Regions from separate parts of the Mus musculus genome. Here region 2 is linked to region 1. A link is a contact called in public Micro-C data. All regions are on one chromosome and are shown on one strand. Each heading gives the region's core, a stretch centred on a gene start, on an enhancer-like site or on the middle of the called end of the contact. The rest is flanking DNA. Distances are from core to core; before and after follow the strand shown. Region 1 has its middle 37 kb from the start of Gm42334. Region 2 overlaps Pax7 (paired box 7).

Evidence for each region. A called contact is a pair of places that touch in the nucleus more often than the background predicts.
Region 2: a contact with region 1 is called in a Micro-C map of embryonic stem cells, with 2.2 times the contacts expected there. The contact joins two enhancer-like sites. A contact is called at or near these places in 1 of 15 datasets of contacts at CTCF or cohesin (large pre-B cells), 11 of 484 Hi-C or Micro-C datasets (the C2C12 cell line, embryonic stem cells and muscle stem cells) and 15 of 115 datasets of contacts at active chromatin or transcription factors (craniofacial prominence, embryonic basal ganglia, embryonic forebrain and 6 more).

What each region holds. Positions count from the first base shown.
Region 1 is chr4:139,695,990-139,699,898 of GRCm38.p6, reverse strand. No RefSeq gene overlaps it. Among named protein-coding and RNA genes, the nearest start is that of Gm42334, 37 kb to the left of the region's middle. Within about 2 kb of position 1,753, at least 21 of the 459 cell types and tissues checked have an H3K27ac peak or open chromatin away from gene starts, as enhancers often do.
Region 2 is chr4:139,809,422-139,813,330 of GRCm38.p6, reverse strand. The region is part of intron 4 of Pax7 (paired box 7); the gene reads left to right. Among named protein-coding and RNA genes, the nearest start is that of Pax7, 22 kb to the left of the region's middle. Within about 2 kb of position 2,015, at least 17 of the 459 cell types and tissues checked have an H3K27ac peak or open chromatin away from gene starts, as enhancers often do.

The sequences.
Region 1 (3,909 bases), core at 504-3,003:
CTACACAGAGTAGCCCCATCTCAAAGGAAAAGAAAGCAGAAACCCAGAAGGACTAACCACGAGAGAACCTGGAAGGTCAGGGTTGCAGGTGGGCTCCAAGTCTAGTGCCCCCCTCCCCACTTCTTTTCCTTCCCATTGCTGACCCACCTGGAGCTGATTCCTATTCTTACTACAGGGTCAGGAAAGTCTTCTATTCCCAAGTGGCATACAGACTGCAGAGTTAGCATACCTGTCATCAGACAAGCAAGACACAGAGGGACAGGCAGCTGTCATCATTACCAGGTTGGGCAGGAAGCCCAGGGCCTAGAGCATGGGCTCACGTGCTGTTTGGTATCCGTGGGCAGAACACCACCAGCTAAGGCACACCACATGACCTTATGCTCTGCCCTACAGGTCCAAAGCATGGCACATGTAGAAACAGGTTCTAGAATGTTCTAGAGAGCTCCAACAGTAAAGTTCTACCTATGCTGTTTGTCTGTGAGAAGATCTCAGATAGCCCAGTCTGGCCAGGAACTTACTACGTAGCCCAGGCTCACCTCCAAACTGGTTATTTTCCTTAGTCTCCACCTTCGGATGCTGGGACCACCATTCCCAGTCTCCTGGTTACATTCTTCTCCATCATTAGACTACACAGCTCCTCCAGAAACACAACTATTGTTTATTGAGCACCTACTGCATTCAGGCAATTCTCAGATGGTATCGCTAATCTTCAGAGCAACCTTGCAAAGCAGATAACATGGGCCTTGAAATGGCCTTCTCCCAGACACCAAAGTACCCAGGAGCATCAACAGTAGGGCCCTGGGGCCGTATCCTCAGGTTCCTACTCAGGTTAGAGGGTGGCTGAAGTCAGGCAGGGCCTTCAACCCTCTCAGAGCCCCCAAACACCCCGGCCCCCCCACACACACACACGCACAACCCTCACAGCCCCAGGACCCAGGTTAGTTGGTGTTTTGGCACCATTACCAACAGCTGCCCTGGCAGCCGGGTTTCATCTTTCCCGGCTGGCTGGGAGAATTCTGCCCCCCCCCCTCCTGAGTTCTCGTTCCCAGCAAAAGACCTTGGCAGGACCCCTGATGCTCTGCCTTTCCTGGGACGGATGGCTTCCAGCTGCCCACACCAAGCCTGGGAAAATTCCTCCGAGCTCTACAGGTCCTTGGATCCTGAAACCTGAGTGGCTCCCTCCATCAGCCCAGCCAACGAAAGCTCCCTCATCCTGCAACACCAAGCCTGCCAGATAGATCCATCACAGGGAGAGGGTGCAGAAAGCCAGGGAGGGCTCCAGACAGACACGGCCCCAGTCACCAGCCACTGTGTGCCCTTGGTTACAAACTGGTGAGGTGAACTGGGATCACCGACAGCCTGGGGAGTCCGGCATTTTACATATAGGGAAACTGAGTCTCAGAGATGTTCCCACCAGTGTAGAGAACGAAGCTGCACAGTAGGCTGGGGTGTTATGAGATGAACCACACGAGACACAGAGGCCCTCACAGCCTGCCGATCTGACCGTGTCCCTCTGCTGCAGTAACTGTCCCTTGCTGTCCCCGAGAAAGGCTCCATCCAATGACGCAGCCCCCAAGCTTCCCCCGATTTTCTCCCGACAAATCTTCCCTACACCCAACAAATTTTCTCAGGAAGATACTTTCCTGCCAGGCCTCAGAACCTTCCCCCATATTTTTCCTCAGGCCAGTATGCTCTTCCCCTCACCACTAGGGCTACTACAATCCACACTGTCGCTGACCTTAACCACATGCTTTTAGGATGAAAGCCCTCTGAGGCCAGCGCTGGCTCCTCCCTCTTTGGAACTGGGGGGAGGGGGGCTCTGTCTCTTCTGGGAATCAAGGTGGGGAGCCAGCGAGGCCTTCAGGAGACGCTCCCTGCTTCACCAACCTTGGGTGATGTCAGCCAGGATCAGAGTGTGTGCCTGTGGCAGAAGGTCCCTGTCTGCCCCCAGCCGGTCACCACCTCTGCAGAGAGCTTAGGAAGAATGACCACAGCAGGTGTCCCCAACCCCCTCCCCGGCCCAGCGGCCCAGTGGTCTTTCCCACAAGGGGCCCGCCAGCTGGAAAGATGGATGGGCCTCCCCCCATCCTCCAGGCTGGGGCTGGGAACTCGGCTCTTGTTCCTGGGCGTCACATCCCTGCCTGGAAAGGGCCATAAAAATGTTCCAGAGAACACGGGATGAGAGCCATTTTTCCAAATCGTGGGAGATTGTCATTTAGGGGTTTGGTTCTTAAGGAAGGAATAAAAAAGAAAGGAAGAACGAGAAAGGGAGACTCTTCCCCGCCCCCCCCCCAGGCTGTGTGCACAGGCCAGGTGGGCCTTACCCTCCCCACCTCTGTGCCCAGCGTCAGACACTCAGGGCTCCGCTAGATCCAAGAGCAGCTCCCCAGGCCTCCTCTGAGCGTCTGCCAAGTGGATCGATGGGGTACCCAGCTCCCTTTGTTAGAAACGAGACCCCAGGCAAGACCACTGAGGCAGAGAGGAGCAAGAGGTGTCAGGTTTCTCCTCAGTATATATATATATATATATATATATATATATATATATATGTGTGTGTGTGTGTGTGTGTGTGTGTGTGTGTGTGTGTGTGTCTGTGTGTCTGTGTGTGTGTGTGTGTGTGTGTGTGTGTGTGTCTGTGTGTGTGTGTGTGTGTCTGTGTGTGTGTGTGTGTGTGTCTGTGTGTGTGTCTGTGTGTGTGTCTGTGTGTGTCTGTGTGTGTCTGTGTGTCTGTGTGTGTCTGTGTGTGTTTGTGTGTGTGTGTGTGTGTGTTTGTGTGTGGGGGGTATTAGCCAGCACTTAGCTCAATATTCAATCAATAGGACTGACTTGCTTTTCCCTGCAGGGTTATGGGTACAGCGCCAACCTTCCCCACACTGTGACCCTTGAATACAGTGATTGATACAATGATTGTGGTGACCCCCAATCATAAAATTCTTTCATTATGACTTCATAACTGTAAATTTGCTCTACTGTTACAAACCGTGACATCAATCTCTGTTTTCCGGAGATCTTAGATGAACCCTATGAAAGGGTCCTTTGACCTCCAAGGGGTCGAGACCCACAGGTTGAGAACTGCTGCTTTAGTTGGGGACACAGTGCACAGAGCCTGCCTCCTGCCCATCCACAGTCACCGATGGAGGACCTACTAAGTACAGACACTGGGAAGAGCAGCTGCACACCAGTAGCAGGCAGGCTCTTCCCTCGAGGGCTTGTCTTCAAGCTGGAGGGATAACAGAGCAGAGATATCATGGGGCAGTGTGTGATGTGAGCAGCAGGGGGAGAAGCAGGGAGGGTTAGCACACAGTAGGACTGGAGGAGTGGCCAACTTCACTAAAGTAATGTTAAAGCTGAGTCCTTGAGTCTGACTAGGCGCTTCCCGATGACCTGTTCTCTGAGGTATTTAGGACAATACCCACTTACCTGTAGGGACACTGAGGCACAGATAGACTACATGGCCCATTAGAGACTTGACCTCCTATCCCCCAGAAGTTAGGTTTTCCCTTTCCCTGTCCCAGGAGCCCAGAAGGAGAGTGGATAAGGGTCTTAGCCTAAGGCATACCTTGGGAAGGTGCTGAAAGAGGTGACAAGACCTTTGGGGCTAAAGGAGGAGCCACTGGGTAGAGAGTCCTATCCCAACCTGAGGCATCCCAACCTTGCCCACCCATCACACTGACGCAGTCTTAGGAAGTTGATCTTCTAACAGTTGTCCATCAAACCAACACATCCAGCTGTTGGTGTGGCACCTGTGTGCCCAGAGTCTCCTCCACCCCAGAAGCTATCCCAAGAGTTTTCAGCCCTCCCCTACATGACCCTTGTCATCCAGGGTATGGAAACTAGAGACCCCCAGAGCACAGATCCTGATAAAGCCTCCGCCCACAATGGCACCAAAAGGGGACTCACAGGAGACCC
Region 2 (3,909 bases), core at 766-3,265, 110 kb before region 1:
GCTGAGAGAATGGGTTTGGAAGGACAGGGCCCCACTGCAGGCTTACCTGCTGGGGAAGCTGACAGTGGGCTGGTCCACAAACTAGGGGGACTTTCAGGAAGCCAGGATGGGTCTGGGAGTGGGAAGAAAACCAGGGTGGGAAGCAGAGGGTGGGGGTGGGGAGGCGGTAGGTGCTTTTCGGAGAAAGTTGCAGGGCAGAAGTGGTTTGACCTGAACCTTGAGAGGAGGGAGGCAGCTATGTATTGAAGATACCAAGCAAGCAAGCAAACAAGCAAGCAAGCAAGCAAGCAAGCAAGCAAGCAAGCAAGATGATCCCATCTGTAACCCCATACCCAGCATTGTGGAGACTGAGGCTGGGGGATCACACAGGTTGGAGACCTGCCTACATTATATATAGTGAGACCCTGACCCTGTCTTAAGAAAACAAAACAATAAAAACATCTACCACCTACTCCGACTTTACAGGAGTGAATTCTTCAGGTCCTTCAGATAACACCAGGAGGTAGGAATTCATCACAAAGCCTACCTACAGATGCAAAAACCGAGACAGGGTGGTCACACTGGGGCAGGGCTGGCTGTCTCAGTGGACATCTGTGTTCAACTGGACCATCTTGAACTAATGTGAGGGACAGAATAAGCCCCATCTCATTTAACCAGAGAGCCTTGTTATAGCTTGGCTGGTATAAATAAATAAATAAATAGCTCAGAGAGGTTCATTCATTCAGTTGGTGTCACACTCAACTGGACCATCTTGAACTAATGTGAGGGACAGAATAAGCCCCATCTCATTTAACCAGACAGCCCTGTTATAGCTTGGCTGGTTCAAATAAATAAATAAATAAATAAATAAATAAATGGCTCAGAGAGGTTCATTCATTCACTTGGTGTCACACAGCCAGAAAAAGGCAGAGCCAGTAATTAATATAGGTCTTCCTATTGTGGCATTGGCTTTTGCACAGGCGTGCAACTTTGGAACAGTGTTCAGGAGTTCACAGGGACCTGTGGCGCATCTCCAGGCTCCCCATCCCGCCCCCATCCACTGCTTCCCTTCCTGGCCCTCTCCCCAGACCCATCCTGGACTTCTGAAAGTCCCTCCCAGTTTGTGGACCAGCTAGCTTGTCAGTTTCTCCAGTGGATAAGCCTGCAACAGGGGTCCTTGGAGAATGGCTTCCCTATCTCCTCCAGGGAAGGGTTTCCACTTTAGGGAAGACTCCTGGAGATTAGTAGCTGGCTTCTTTTTCTAATGGAGTTGCAGCCCCCAGTTGGTGTTACCGACTTGCTGTTTGTGAACCTAAGTCAAGACACCGCAGTGGCCTGGGAACATGTTGGGTGGGTAGATGGGGCAGTCCCTCTCAAGAGCATTTTTTATTTTCCTCTTCTGTGGGTTTTGTTGCCCTCGATCCTGTCCCATGTATACCTGACCTATGCCGGGTTGTATTGTGTTGGATTCTCTCTCCTTGTCCAGATGATATAATCCTGGGGTCTCTGGTTGTGTGTGTGTGTGTGTGTGTGTGTGTGTGTGTGTGTGTGTGTGTGTGTGTTACATAGCCTAGTGGTAGAACAGGCGCCAGCTGAGTGCTGTGTACATGTAGGTGTGTGGCTGCTGTTGTTGCCACGTGCAGGGGTGTAGCTAGAGAACAAAAGAGGTGTGTACTCATGTGACTCTGCGGAGCCCACTCTGCTGGGCGCAGGCTTGTAGATTTGCCCACCGCCCCATTCATAAAGAGGAAATGGGATTGAGGGGCCCAGCCATTTAAGCAAGGCTGGCTTCAGAACCCAGTCTCTCTTTCTCTCTCTCTCTCTCTCTCTCTCTCTCTCTCTCTCTCTCTCTCTCTCTCTCTCTCTCTCTCTCTCTCTCATCTGCTCCCCTGGGAAGAATGAAACAATAACAAAGTTTAAAGCCCGAGATGGGCCCACTGTCATCAAGAGGGCCGGCGGACGTGTGTGTGCACTCACAAGCATGCCCCCTCCTCATTCCCGCAGGCCTCTCAGCTCCTGCCCGTTCCTGGGCCCCTAGCCCAGCCCCATCACACGAGGGCTTTTCTTTCTGGGGATTGCAAACGCGCCAAAGATTAACGCCCCGCAGCTGGCTGTAGCCCCAAACAATGGCAAGACCTAGGAAGTGAAGGAATCGCCAGAGGAGCCCTGGCCAGTGAGGCGGGTGGGTCACGGTCTGCCCGCTTGACTCCAAGTGACCCCGACCGCCTGCCCTTCCCCCAGCTCCAGCTCCAGCCTCCAGGCTGAAAGTAGAAACTGTCTGTGTCGAGAAATTCTCACTTAAAAGACCAGACTGCTCTGCACAAGTAAAGCTTTCTACCAGAGATTGGGGCGGGGGGGGGCAGTTAGGGAAGAGGGGGGGCACCTCTCCAGATGGGGCCTGGTGCCAGAATCCCAGCTGGGTGCAGCGACTCACCCTGTTCTGCAGTGACAAGACAGACTGGGATAATCCCAGCACGTGCCAGGTTGAGGTAGAAGACTGGACAGGGTGTTTGAGACTAGCCTGGGCTACTGGAGGGAAAGGAAGCAAAGTGGGAAAGCCCGGATGGTTATCTGCAGTAATTTTCAAGTCGGTGAGAGTGAGACTTGGGGCCAGGGCATGTATGTAGCTGAGAGCCCCAGCACCAAAATAGATGACATGAGGTGGCAGAGCCTGCTGGCTTAAGGCTGGAATGAAGTTCTGGGTGCATGCCCGCATTAGAAGATGACAGAAAGAGAGCTACAAGATTTAGTCACTCAGCCCAGGTCACAGGCCCGTAGAAAGAGACAGAGGAATCCCTTGACCCCAGCCTCTCTGGCTCTGGGTTCAAGACTGATATCTCTTCAGACATGGTGGCGCACGCCTTTAATCTCCACACTTGGGATGCAGAGGCAGGCAGATCTCTGAGTTGTAGGCCAGCCTGGCCTACAAAGAGAGTTCCAAGACAACCAGGGCTACACAGAGAAACTCTGTCTCAAAACAAACAAACAAATGATTGGTTGTGTGTGTGTGTGTGTGTGTGTGTGTGTGTGTGTGTGTGTGTGTGTGTGTGTGTGTGTATCAGAAAGAGCCCATCAAGGAGAGGCCTGGAGAACTGACCATGCTGGGCTGGGCTGGCTGGTGCCTTCAATGATAATTCCAGCTCCCCAACGGAGCTGCCTATGTCTTCCTTGAATTTGGGCATTATTGGTTAAAAAAATAATGATAATTTTTTAAAAATCAGCTCTTCTCTTTCTCTGGAGCTGTTCTGGAGCCTTCGGACTCTTTCTTGGTCCTTCCCATAACACACAGGAAAAAAAAAGGCAGACAGACAGACAGACTTCTGTCTGGGAGGAGAACACTGAACCTCCCTTCTAGTAGCCAGATGTGGGTCTCCTTGGAACAGAAACGAGGGCTGTGGCAGGTTCCAGCCCGTGACTGGGGAGCTCAGAAATGCAGGTGGCGAATCCCCTCCGCAGATGAGGCCACTTAATTATCACGCAATCAATATGCAAACAAATGCCAAACTGGGTTTGAATCAAATTTCTCATTGGGGACTCAGTGGAGGGGGAGAGGCAGGCAGAAGGGGGGCCCACTGGGGTGGACTGCCAAGGAGGGGACTGGCTGATAGAGAAAGGGATATCTATGAGACTCAGGCACCCCGGGGCCACTCAGAGGCCCCCAGAGTCTCCTGAGTCTGGCATGGGGCCCTGCTTCCCATTGAGCCTAGCTGGGGGTCTGTGCCTCCAGGCTGCTGGCTTCAGGAGGGTTCGGAGGCCTGTCAGCTGAAGTCTGGCGGCCTCTACTAATTCATTTGACTCGGAAATCTCAACTTGACCAGGTTCCCCCTCCCCTCTTTAAAACAAACTCATTAAACTTGTCAACACTCATTAGGCCTGTAAAACATTGAACTGGAGTCACTGGGGGGACTCGGAGGGAGTATGTGTTAGCTA